Regions from separate parts of the Capra hircus genome. Here region 2 is linked to region 1. The links are chromatin contacts, called in public Hi-C maps. All regions are on one chromosome and are shown on one strand. The core of a region is the stretch at or near the end of the contact, and the rest is flanking DNA. Distances in the headings are between cores, read along the strand shown.

What was found. Hi-C and Micro-C count contacts between places; a contact is called where the count stands out from the background.
Region 2: a contact with region 1 is called in a Hi-C map of blood, with 3 times the contacts expected there. The contact joins two enhancer-like sites. A contact is called at or near these places in 2 of 5 Hi-C or Micro-C datasets (both in blood).

What each region holds. Positions count from the first base shown.
Region 1 is chr21:64,228,734-64,235,769 of ARS1.2, reverse strand. The region is part of intron 1 of EVL (ena/VASP-like protein); the gene reads right to left. Among named protein-coding and RNA genes, the nearest start is that of EVL, 13 kb to the right of the region's middle. Within about 2 kb of position 5,704, at least 1 of the 5 cell types and tissues checked has an H3K27ac peak or open chromatin away from gene starts, as enhancers often do.
Region 2 is chr21:64,324,363-64,330,745 of ARS1.2, reverse strand. It overlaps EVL (ena/VASP-like protein), which reads right to left. Exons shown (of 11, transcript XM_018066034.1): 3 at 1,643-1,820. Among named protein-coding and RNA genes, the nearest start is that of MIR342, 8.1 kb to the left of the region's middle. Within about 2 kb of position 1,530, at least 2 of the 5 cell types and tissues checked have an H3K27ac peak or open chromatin away from gene starts, as enhancers often do.

The DNA of each region.
Region 1 (7,036 bases), core at 4,455-6,954:
AGAGAGCTGCCATGTGTGCCCTCTCGGGATCCACTGAGAGCACCAGCAGGGGCAATATATGCCATGTGGGGCACTACTCTGCCAAATGAAGACGGGATCTAATGGATATATCACCCTTCCTTCCCCCAAATATCAATCCTATGCCCTCCTCCAAACACACACGAGCCTTCATCTTGGGTAGTTTTCTAGAGAACCCAGTTAAAATACCACTAATACCACTAGTCTGATGCAGAGCTTTCCTGGTGGCTCAGATGGTAAAGCATCTACCTACAATGCGGGAGACCCGGGTTCGACTCCTGGGTTGGGAAGATCTCCTGGAGAAGGAAATGGCAACCCACTCCAGTATTCTTGCCTGGAGAATTCCACAGACGGAGGAGCATGGTAGGCTACAGGCCATGGGGTCACAAAGAGTCGGGCACGACTGAGCGAGCTTCACAATCGTATGCAGTGATTTTTTCCTAATACACATAAAAATAAACATTTAATTATTAGAATTTAAAAACCATTCATCAGAAGGATCATAATTCCCTCCTCTTTAAGCATGGGCTACGCAACAGTACTGGGCTTCCCTGGTGGCTCAGTGGTAAAGAGTTCAGGAGATGCAGGTTCGACCTCTGGGTCAGGAAGATCCCCTGGAATAGGAAATGGCAACCCACTCCAGTATTCTTGTCTGGGAAATCCCATGGACAGAGGAGCCTGGTGGGCTACAGTCCATGGGGTTGCAAAAGTCAGACACGACTTAGTGAATGAACAATGACAACATGGACAAGGACTGTTTTGAAAAGACGATAGCATTAAAAGGGGAATGCAAGAATAACTTTACAAGGATGAAACCCGACGAACACCGCTTCAGCCAGGTGATCAAGGCCAACATCCACGGTGATAAAGCTCGCTGCAGGTACGCACCCTCTGTCATGGGATGGAATGTCACTCTCTCCATGATCTTCCCGCCCCAAACTAACAACCCCAGGCTGACCACAAGCAAACATGAAACAAATCCCAACAGAAGGGCATCCTGCAACCTATCTAAGTAAGTACATCTCAAAATAGCCAAGATCATCAAAAACAGAGACAATCTGAAGAATTATCACAACCGAGGAGCTTAAGGAGATTTAAGAACTAAATGTGATGTGGTATTCGGGATCAGAACATGGAACAGAAAAAGGACATTAGGTCCAACAAACTATGGACTCCAGCTATTAATACTGTTATCAATAGTAGTTCACTAAATACAACAAATGGACCATGTAGGATGCTAACCGTGGAAACGGTACCAGTGGAGATATGTGTATGGGAACTCTCCGTACTCTCTGCTTAATTTTTCCATAAGTCTAAAGTTGCTTTAACACATAAATTCTATTAATAAAAAGAAAAAAAAAGGCTTATGAAAAGCATTCCTCCATCCCCAGCAATGGGGCCTGGGGGTCTGCATTTTGGAAGGACACACGGTGATTCCTACGCACATTAAAGTCTGAGAAACACCAGGGACACTGAGAGTCACAGTGTTCTTACAAAGAAAAAAAAAAAAAAACAGGAAAAAAGAACCCATCCACACATCAATAAACAAAGCCTGCCTCCCAGCAGTGGTATGGAAACGCACGATATCAGCACTGTCACCCCAGGAATTCATCAAGCACATAATGCACGTTTTCATCTTGCATGCCAGCATCTCCCATTTGGGAGCTGCCTGGAATGTTGTACTTGGAAGGACCCATGACGAGGAAGAAGGAACGTCATGATTTATTGCTCATTTCGGGTACAAGTGGCAGCACCGATTTTCATGAAGCATCTACCAAGCACCAGGCACAGTGCTAGGCTCTTGGGACCCAACAGAGATCGAAATAGCTGTAACTCTCGATGAGGCTTGGGCCGAGAAAGTTAAGTATAATAATTACGAAAAGAGTAACAGCAGAGGAAATATGGAATCCCACAGAGCAAACAAGAAAGGGCCCTCAGTCAGGGTAGGGGTCAAGGACTGCCTCCCTGAGGAAGTGACATTGCAGCTAAGATTTGAAGGCTAGGCACTAAGCAAGCTGAAGACGAAAAGGAAGCAGCTGACCTCAGGTTAACTCGTGAGCTGGTCCCTCAGACCTCTGCTTATTTAAGGATCCTTTGAGAGAGAATGGGAACTAGATGACAGAGACAGACACAGTGCGGGGAGCCAGCGTGAGGAACTCCGCCCATGGCAAAGGTCATGAGGAAGGAGGCTTCAGCATACGCAAAGGAGGATTGAGCCTCAGGAAACCCCCTGTTCCGGGGCACCTACCCCCAAACCAGAGTCTACCTACCTTACTGTTTCACGTTCTCACCTATACCTCTGACTTTATGGGGGGCTGACCCCCATTACCTCTCTCTGAGAAGGTGTTAACTTACAGCTCCAAGTCAATAAAAATTCTTGGGCGTGACAAGGGTGTTTCAACTTACGAACTCCTCTGAAGGTTATCTAGCCTGCCAGTACAGGTTCATCCAGCCACATGTGATTGTTTACAGCCTCCCAATCAAGAGAGTTCTGAATGCAGAGTTCCAAAGAATAGCAAGAGATAAGAAAGCCTCTTCAGTGATCAATGCAAAGAAATAGAGGAAAACAACAGAATGGAAAAGACCAGAGATCTCTTGAAGAAAATTAGAGATACCAAGGGAACATTTCATACAAAGATGGGCTCAATAAAGGACAGAAATGGTATGGACCTAACACAAGCATAAGATATTAAGAAGAGATGGCAAGAATACACAGAAGAACTGTACAAAAAAGATCTTCCTGACCCAGATAATCATGATGATGTGATCACTCATCTAGAGCCAGACATCCTGGAATGTAAAGTCAAGTGGGCCTTAGAAAGCATCACTACGAACAAAGCTAGTGGAGGTGATGGAATTCCAGTTGAGCTGTTTCAAATCCTGAAAGATGATGCTGTGAAAGTGCTGCACTCAATATGCCAGCAAATTTGGAAAACTCAGCAGTGGCCACAGGACTGGAAAAGATCAGTTTTCATTCCAATCCCAAAGAAAGGCAATGCCAAAGAATGCTCAAACTACCGCACAATTGCACTCATCTCACATGCTAGTAAAGTAATGCTCAAAATTCTCCAGGCCAGGCTTCAGCAATACGTGAACCGTGAACTCCCTGATGTTCAAGCTGGTTTTAGAAAAGGCAGAGGAACCAGAGATCAAATTGCCAACATCCACTGGATCATGGAAAAAGCAAGAGAGTTCCAGAAAAACATCTATTTCTGCTTTATTGACTATGCTAAAGCCTTTGACTGTGTGGACCACAATAAACTGTGGAAAATTCTGAAAGAGATGGGAATACCAGACCACCTGACCTGCCTCCTGAGAAACCTGTATGCAGGTCAGGAAGCAACAATTAGAACTGGACATGGAACAACAGACTGGTTCCAAATAGGAAAAGGAGTACATCAAGGCTGTATATTGTCACCTCGCTTATTTAACTTCTATGCAGAATACATCATGAGAAATGCTGGACTGGAAGAAACACAAGCTGGAATCAAGATTGCCGGGAGAAATATCAATAACCTCAGATATGCAGATGACACCACCCTTATGGCAGAAAGTGAAGAGGAGCTAAAAAGCCTCTTGATGAAAGTGAAAGAGGAGAGTGAAAAAGTTGGCTTAAAGCTCAACATTCAGAAAACGAAGATCATGGCATCCGGTCCCATCACTTCATGGCAAATAGATGGGGAAACAGTGGAAACAGTGTCAGACTTTATTTTTGGGGGCTCCAAAATCACTGCAGATGGTGACTGTAGCCATGAAATTAAAAGACGCTTACTCCTTGGAAGAAAAGTTATGACCAACCTAGATAGCATATTCAAAAGCAGAGACATTACTTTGCCGACTAAGGTCCGTCTAGTCAAGGCTATGGTTTTTCCTGTGGTCACGTATGGATGTGAGAGTTGGACTGTGAAGAAGGCTGAGGGCCGAAGAATTGATGCTTTTGAGCTGTGATGTTGGAGAAGACTCTTGAGAGTTCCTTGGACTCCAAGGAGATCAACCCTGGGATTTCTTCGGAAGGAATGATGCTAAAGCTGAAGCTCCAGTACTTCGGCCACCTCATGTGAAGAGCTGACTCATTGGAAAAGACCCTGATGCTGGGAGGGATTGGGGGCAGGAGAAGAAGGGGACGACAGAGGATGAGATGGCTGGTTGGTATCACGGACTCGATGGACGTGAGTCTGAGTGAACTCCGGGAGTTGGTGATGGACAGGGAGGCCTCGCGTGCTGCGGCTCATGGGGTCACAAAGAGTTGGACACGACTGAGTGACTGAATTGAACTGAACTGAATCATGAGAGGGACAAGATGTTTTAGACTTACTAAAGGCAGATTCTTTTGGGAAGCTAGAAATTATTAGTATAGTGGGTTGGTTAGGAATTATATTGGTGAAGGGTTTTTCATTTGTTGTGCCAATAATTGCTGCTAATTCCCTGCCCTGGGTGTGACAAGGGTGTCTCAGGTCAAACCTCTCTGCAGGCAAACCAGCTTATGTGACAGGATTATCCATACTCCACATGATTGTTTACTACCTCTCAACCTTAAACAGCACAGAGAGTTCGGAGTATCTTGAAAGTCTTAATTAGCATAGGGCTTTTCTCATTGTGGAGTCAATTATTGCCGCCAGGCCTCCATATCCTTAGGCACCTGGGAATATATTAATGTACTTGGAATATAGAAAAGGAAATATAGTAGTTTTTGATGTTAGCAATACTAGACCTTTTGAGTTAATGAATTTTCTCTTTTGTTATAGATCACTGTACTTTGTTATAAATCAGTGTCCTTGCTATGCAAAAATGTAACTTTATCACTATCTTAAGACTAAATAGATCTTAAGGGGAATATTGGTGAAGGGTTTTCATTCATTGGGCTGATGTTCGCTGCTTAATCTCCATATTCCCTGCCCTTATAATGAATATAACTAGCATATAGGAGAAGTAAGTATTAACCTTTAAGATTGATCATGTTAACCTTAGGTTAAATAAATTCCTGTCTTAGTTGTACCCCACTACACCCTCACCCTATAGGAATACAACTTTATTTAGAGGGTGGTGCCTGGTTTAAGAAAAAAACACCCTTGGAAAAATAAGTTTTTTGGTTATCAGAAAGAAAGGATCATAAAATGTCAGCAGGCCTCATGGCCAGAAGATGATGTAAAACCCCTAAGACCTTTGTTTATACATTTGTGTGAAGCACCTGATTTTGATAAAGGTCAGGACTGCTGACTGCCGCGTGACTCTGTATTCATCCCTATGTATAACAAAAAGTATATAAGCAAACCTGAAAAATAAAGAAATGGGATCAGTTTCTGGAAAGACTGATTCCCCCATGTCGCTTCTTTCTTGCTCTCTGTCTTTCTGGCTGAATTCCCATCTGGTACGTGGGTACTCACCAAGCCTGCTAACTTTGCCTGGGCTTCTAAGATCGGACCGGGGAGGCCTCAGTGCCTCCTCTCCTTTGGGAGAACGGAAAGATGTCTGTGGCCTACGTAGGTGGTGATTGGTATTCCACGGAAACCAAGTTATTCAGCCTGTTTTTCTCCACTAATTTTCCTACTACACTATCCGTTTCTAATCTCTCTATATCTGTAATTAAATAAGTTTTTTCCTAGGATGCCGATTCCGTCCCCATCTTCAAATTACCCTACATCCGCAGGGGCTGGACCCCGGCAACACAGCTCCACAGAGAGCCCAGGATGGAGCACAGCGCCCAGAGTGTGAGGTGCCGGAAGCTGCAGAGGGCGCGCACCCAGGAAAAATGTGTGACAAGGGGAAGGCTGCAGAAGGTAAGAGGTTCCCCGAGCCAGCCCCTGTAAGGGACAGTGTCCATCTCTGAGACACTCAGGACACGCGTCCCAGTGGCTCCCACTGTGCTTTCTGCCACCACGTCTGTCAATTCCACAGTCAACTGCTCAACTGCAGTAACTATTTCTGCATCTAAATTTTCTTAGTACAATCATCTTCTCTACCCCAAAATAACATGCCTGTTTTGTCTTTATTCCAGTAGTTATATTTTGTGTCTTTTATAGAGAATGTCCCTGAATCATTTTTAGAAGCTAAAGTATCAATAGCAACTGTAGTTTCTAAAGCAAAAAATCATCACCTATGGTAGATAAGTTAGGCAGCAATCTGACAAAAGGGCAGAAAATCTGAAATCAGAAAACTGTCCCAGATCGTCCAGGATTTATCTTCCTCACAGACATAACAAGGTGAGCTGGGGGAGGTAAACAGCTAACTTTTATTGAACATCATACACTGAGAACTTTTTATGTATTCTTGTTTGAGCCTTGCAAACCTAAGAAGGAAGGAGAATTATCCTCATTTATAGTTGAGAAAAGTGGAGGGTCATAAAGGTTAAGCAATTTGCACCAAGTTAGTCAGCTGGTAAAGAGTGGCTCTGGGGCAGAATCCAGGTCTATTAGACTCTAAAACCCAGGCTGCTTAGAATACGAGGGACAAAAGGTGGCCTAAATCAATATTTTAAAAAAGTTCATTCACATTCCTACTTTAAGTCCAAACCCAAGAATAGACGTCTTTCACACAGCCTTAAAGACAAAGACAGATAATCCATCTTCATACACAGTTGTTTCAGGGGACTCGGGACCAGGGCTCCCCCCACTGGCGAACAGATGCAACCACACCATTTATTTCTAATTCCTATTCTAATCCTCAAACTTCTGGGGAGAGGAACCTCCAAGTTAAGACCAGGAATATAAACTTCCTTTAATCAACATCATCTTTCTCTCTTTCCTGCTTAAAGTTTACATCCTGATATATATGTCAACAGATTTTGGTGCCAGTGATACTATTTTGCTACCTTATTCTGAGGAAATAGTCAGAGATGCACTCTAAGACTGAACACGCAGTCATTATCATGTTGTTCACAATGATGACATTCTAAAAAGAAGCCAACTGTCCCAAACTTGGGGTACTGGTAAATAAATTATGGTATATCATCTGAAACACTGTTATTCAGCCATTTTACATGTTTTCAAAGAACATTCATTAAAAAGGGGAAATGCATAAA
Region 2 (6,383 bases), core at 281-2,780, 99 kb before region 1:
TTCACTATTTAAAAAAAAAAGACAAACAAACTTCTCTGAGGGTTTAAGTTAGGTCTCAAAGCTTGGATCTATAAGGCAAAACAGTTATTTAAAAGGCATCTCCCTGCAGCTTCTAAGTACCATGGCTCCCCACTTCCTGCCTTAATTCTGGCAGCAGCAGCAGCAGCAATGCCAGAAACGATACTCACAAATAGTGATACTGGGAGATTAACACATGCCAGGCGGCCCACTAACATCTTATATTTGAATTCATTTAAACATAGAATCAGGCTTCCCAGGTTGCTCAGTGGGTAAAGAATCTGCCTGCAATGCAGGAGATGCCAGAGACAAGGGTTCAATCCCTGAGTTGGGAAGATCCCCTGGAGGAGGAAATGGGAACCCACTCATTTTCTTGCCTGGAGAATCCCATGGACAGAGGAGCCTGGCGGACTACAGTCCCTGGGGTCGCAAAGAGACACGACCGAAGGTTCTGAGCACACACACATAAAAGCAACTCCTCACCCACCTTACAGAAAAGAAACCCAGACACAGAGAGACTAAGTGATGTGTGCTGGACTCAAGGCCAGCAGGGCGCCCCGGGCCCAGCCCCATGCCGCCATGCCCACCGAGGCTGAGTCCTCCAGCCAAGCGCTGGACGTCGCTGGCCTCCAAGATGCTGACACCCTGGAAGGCCCCGTCCTTCCGCGGAAGCGGACGCTGCAGACTGCCCGAAGAGCCACGTGTGCTTTTGCGTCTCTGCTTTGCCCGCCCTGCAGACGCTCCTGCTGGCCCCTCTCTCCGCCCCCACCCCGCTGTCCACACCCCGAGTCTCCCAGGTTAGCTGAAGCCTCTCCTTGTGCGATCCCTGCCACCTTCCAGGTCCACGTCCAGCCTCCTTCCTTTGGCACGGTGGGCCCCAGAGACACTGCACGCTCTCCTCCACGCACAGGTTGGGCTTTCAGGCCCCGGAGCCTTTGTATCTGCCGTTTCCTCTATCTGGGATGCCCACTCCCCCATCTTATGAGCTCCCTGCCGGTCAAAACTCCAGCTCAAGTGTTGCCACCGCTTGAAGTCCAGCTGGGCAGTCCCTCCTTTTCCTTTCCATGCTCCTGAAGGCCCTGCCCTGCTCACACCCTATCAAAGCCCTTATCGTAACACGTTATCACTAGCGGTTCACAGGCCCATCCTTCTACTCTTGGATACCAAATGCCATGAGTCAATGGGCTCCATCGATTCACTTCTGACCTATTTTGCCCCAGACAGTTTGCAACACGCAGAAGTGTTCAGGAACAGTATGTTAAACTTGGGAATAACTGAATCCAAGAATACAGTTTTGTTTGTTCCCTCCAAACTCTGCCAAATATGTGCTGAGAATGTGGAAAGAAGGACGACACAGGCAACACACATCTGGACGCCCCATTTCAGGCACACAGTACAGCTCTCTCCAGCTCACAAAGGGCGGAAACGATGCCAAGGTCTCTCTTCTCGCTCAAACTGCTAATAGTGCTTTCTATCTAGAGTTAGGCAGCAGTTTTCTCTGTGAATCCAACAGACGTCAGCTCAGCACAGCTGCAGTCGAGGACGCCCCGGGAGCCAGAGCCATGGAAGGGCGGAGGGAGGGGAGGGAGGGTCTGGGCGCCAGGCCAGACAAAGCCCCACTTACCGCCTTCCTGGGAATTCATGATGTTCAGGGCAAACAGCATGGCATTGGAGAACGTGGTTGCCTCTTCCTTACTTGCAAAGTTTAAACCGTAGACCTGGCGGGCATCTCGCCACTGGTGGAAGGTTGGCGTTGCCTGATTGTACTTCAGCCCTTTCACGATTGAATAATTGATCACAACCTGAAAGGGAAAAGAGAGAGAAATACACGTAAATAAATAAAAGGTAAGTGAGCTGGAGAGAGCTGCTCCGGGGCAAGGACTCTGGGGCAAGGACACCGTGTCCCTGGGGCTACCAGGAGACAGGGAGATGTGGATGCATCAGAAGAAGAGGTAGCTTGGCCAGGCAGCTCTTCAACAGGACCAGCGGAACAGCGAGGGTCTGAAAACCAGTTACTTCATTTAACTGATAAAGCTGTGTGGTCACGGCCTAAGCTGGGAGTCGGGTTCCCGGGTCCTGGCCCTGTCACCCCAGGCAGCACCCTGGGGCTCAGTTTCTCCAGCTGTGAAACGGGGATAGTCATCCTGGCTCCACCGACCTAATGGGGTTACTGCAGAGGTCACAGTGTGACACATATCTCATCAAGACTTCTAGATATAAAGATTCTTAAGGGCGAGTCTTTTCTAATTCGTATTTATGCTCCCGTAGCTCTCTGCAGAGTCTAGAATGCGTTAACCAAAGGGTTGTTAGTTAAAAGGACGACTCCTCACTCTTTCCCATGTGGCTATTCAGCTTTCTCAGCACCGTTTATTGAACAGGATGCCCTTTCCCCGCTGTATGTTCTTGACTCCTTTTGTCATAAACTAATAAACCGTACCTGCGTGGGTTTATGACCAGGTTCTCTATTCTGCTCCACTGATTTCTGCTTTAATGACAATCATGCTGTTTAAATTACTACAGTTTTGTAATATAGTTTGAAATGAGGGCATGTGATGCCTCCAGCTTTGTTGTTGTTTCTCAAGATCGCTTTCGCCATGGGGGTCTTCTGTGGTTCCGTATAAACTGTAGTATTATCGTGCTAGTCCTATGGAAAATGCCATTGGAATTCTGATAAGGATTGCACTGAGTCTCTTGACTGCTCTGAGTAAGTATGGACATTCTAACCTGAACACAGAGTCCTCTCTCTTTCTCTTTGGTGAGTCTGGCTAAAGGCTGGTCAGTTTTATCTTTTGAAAGAACCAGTTCTTAGTCTCACTGCTCTTCTCTATGGTCTTTTCAGTCTCTCTTTCTGCTCTAATCATCGTCGCTCCCTTCATTCTACTAACTTCGGGCTTGTTTTGCTCATCTTTTCCCGGTGCCCTGAGTGTAGAGCGAGGCTGTTTGAGACTTTCCTTGCTTCTTGAGGGAGGCCTCTACCGCTAAGAACTTAGCAGTAGCACTGAGAACTGCCTCTGCTGCATCTCACAAGTTCGGTTAGGTTATGCTCCCATTTCTGCTTGTGTCCAGGCATTTAAGTCTCTCTCCATCTGTCCTTCAATCCACCTTAGCAGCATGTTGTTTAATCTCCATATTCTTGTGATCTGAAACCATAAAGCTCCTAGAAGAGAATCTAAGTGATAAGCTCCTTGACTCGGGTCTTGATGGTGATTTTTTTGAATCTGATACCAAAAACAAGAGCAACAAAAGCAAAGCAAAACAAGTGGGACTATATCAAACTAAAAAGCTACACGCAAAGGACGCCATCGACAGAATGAGAAAGCAATCTGCTGAGTGGGAGTAAGTGATTCAACTCATATATCTGATAAGGGACTAATATGGCTAACAGATACATAAAAAGATGTTAAACACTAGCAGTGATCAAGGAAATACAAATCAAAACCACAAGGGGTTATCATCTCACACACGTCAGAATGGCTATCATCTAAAAGATAAGAAATAAAGTTTGGCGAGGATGCGGAGCAGAAGGAAGCCTTGTGCACTGTTGGTAGGAATGCAATTGGTACAGCCACTATTAGAAGGCAGCACAGAGGTTCCTCAGAAAGTTAAAAATAGAACTATTACATGATCCTGCAATTTCGCTTTTGGGTATTTACCCCAAGAAAACGAAAATACTATTCTCACCTGGGAAATGCCATGGACAGAGGAGCCTGGTGGCTACAATCCATGGAGTCACAAGAGTCGGACACGACTTAGCGACCAAGCCGCCACCACCAAGTCAAACACACAGACGTGCCCCTCGTTCACGGGAGCAGCATTTAAAACTAGCCAAGATACCGAATAACCCAAGCGTCCACTGACACGTGGACAGATGCGGAACTGTGGTATACTGTATACACAATGAAATATTATTTAGCCATAGAAAGAAAGAAACCTCGCCATTTATGACAACATGGATGGGTCTCACGGGCATTATGCTAAGGAAAAGAAGTCAGAGAAAGACAAATACCATACGCTGTATCTCGTACGTTCTCATGGATACAGAGAACAGATGGATGGTTGCCAAAGGAGGGCCGTAGGAGATGGGGGGCAATTATGCACATGAAGCCGCTTAACACAGCTGCTACCACACAGCAAGCGTTAACTGAGAAATATTCAGTCCTTAGAGATGGAAGTATGCAAGTGGCGTCTGGATGAGGCTGGATGGCCCGCTGTCAGTGACGCGATGGAAAGGATCCCACTTTAGGAGGGGTACGAGATGGGTTCTCAGCTCTCCTTTGGCTGTGAGGCTCCAGGGTCTGTGATCTGAGACTGGAGGCAGCTCAGTCTACTGTCGCTCAGTCGTGCCCAGCTCTGCAGGATTCTCCAGGCCGGAATACTGCAGTGGGCAGCCTTTCCCTTCTCCAGGGGATCTTCCCAACCCAGGGATCGAACCCAGGTCTCCAGCATTGCAGGCGGATTCTTTACCTGCTAAGCCACAAGGGAAGCCTGCCTCTGGTCAGGGAGGTGAGCTCAGGAGGATTCAGAGATGTGAAGGGACACCCTGCACGTTGCTGGGGCGCTGAGATGAGAGCTCAGGTTTATTGCCCCACGCTGCTGTGCTGCTGGGTAAAGCAAGGCCAGAGCACAGTGGGCGATACCGTTTTCCTCTAAGCCTTAGCCACGTGGAAGGCAGGCTGGGTTGTCCTACAGCGGAAAGACAGGGTGAGCAAGAGAGAGAGAGGGTTCGAGAGAGGCATGTGTACTAAATGAGCTAAGGAAACATAACTTAGTTGTTACACACTGACAGTGCAGCGCGGGCCAACCTCTATACCCAGGTTCCTAGGGTGGTTCTCTCTCTGGGTTCAGCTTTAGATCATCAGAAAAAGGGCTGGAGGTTCTGCGGTTACACGCATGATAACAAGCACAGTGACCTGTGGTTAACACGGCTCTTCAGAGGGCACGTTAATCGCAGCGCAGTGGCCAGCACGAGGGAGACAGGATCCTCACCCTCTCCACACAGGCAAGTCCATCCCAGAAAGCCTGTGCTCAAGCGGCTTTGGTGCTGCACTGTTAGTGGACACAGAGGGCCACGTTTTAAATGGAAGGAGGTCTGGAAACCACATCGTATCAAGAATGGCTGTGGGATACTGAAGCAGATTTAAAAAAAAAAAAAAAAAGACTCTTCAGTGTACCTATCAGGTACCCAAGGGGAGGACGTGGGGAAGTGAGATTTAGAACCTATGGTTTAAAATCTCTGGTTGTCTACGTTCTTGGAGGGGGACTTAGAGGCAGTGGAAATTGGGGGTGGTGGATGCCTCCTGAATATAGGAACAGTGTGGCCAAAAATACTGGCTTAAGGAACTCAGAGACCAGAGGGAATATCTAGTTCAGTTCACTTCAGTTGCTCAATCGTGTCCGACTCTTTGCGACCCCATGAACCTAAGTACGCCAGGCCTCTCTGTCCATCACCAACTCCCAGAGTCCACCCAAACCCATGTCCATTGTGTCGGTGATGCCATCCAACCATCTCATCCTCTGTCGTCTCCTTCTCCTGCCCTCAATCTTTCCCAGCAACAGGGTCTTTTAACCTTGGAAAAGTTACTGACGTTACCTTCTTCATATGTAAAATGAAAATATTATAAATTATGCTGGACTGAATATCCTTGTGGATATATCAGTGTGAACATTCCTATAAACAGAATTTCTGGATCAATGGACATGGTCATTGAAACATCTGGTATTTTCTACTTGAAAAGATCTATTCTAAACATCCCAATTGCCTTCTAAAAAACGAGAGTCCATGCAATGTGTTTTGGACAGATGTGTGGATGACACACAGCCGACTCACTTGACCATCTGCTGACAGGTGGTCAGTGTTCATTAACTGACGGACAGGCCTCATGGGCTGATGCTTAAAACGCTCTGTGCCTAGAGTGGCTCCATTCCTTTGTTCACCTCCTTACAGCATGCGCATTACTGCAAGTCCACCTAGGGGTGTGGATCAGCTTCATCTCTCACACTCCTCCCCAGAGACGCCCACATTTCTGAGTGCCAGCATCAGTCACCTTCTCCTGTTCTGGAACGACACAGAAGTGAATTCACGCAGCACACACTCTTTTTCGATGTTCTTCCATTCAGTGTGGCGTCTATGAGATTCCCCTGTGCCACTGCGTTGGTAGGAATTCAGGCTTTCTTGATTGCTAATACCGTTCTTTTTTGATATACCATAAATTACTTATCCATTCTCCTCTAGCTGTTGGCTATTAGGAGTAAAACTGCCGTGAGTATTTTCACATAGGTCTTTTGGTGCACACAGGTGCTCATTTCTCGTGGGTATGTTACCCAAGAGTAGGTGTATATGGAGTTTTACTAGGATTTGGCAAACC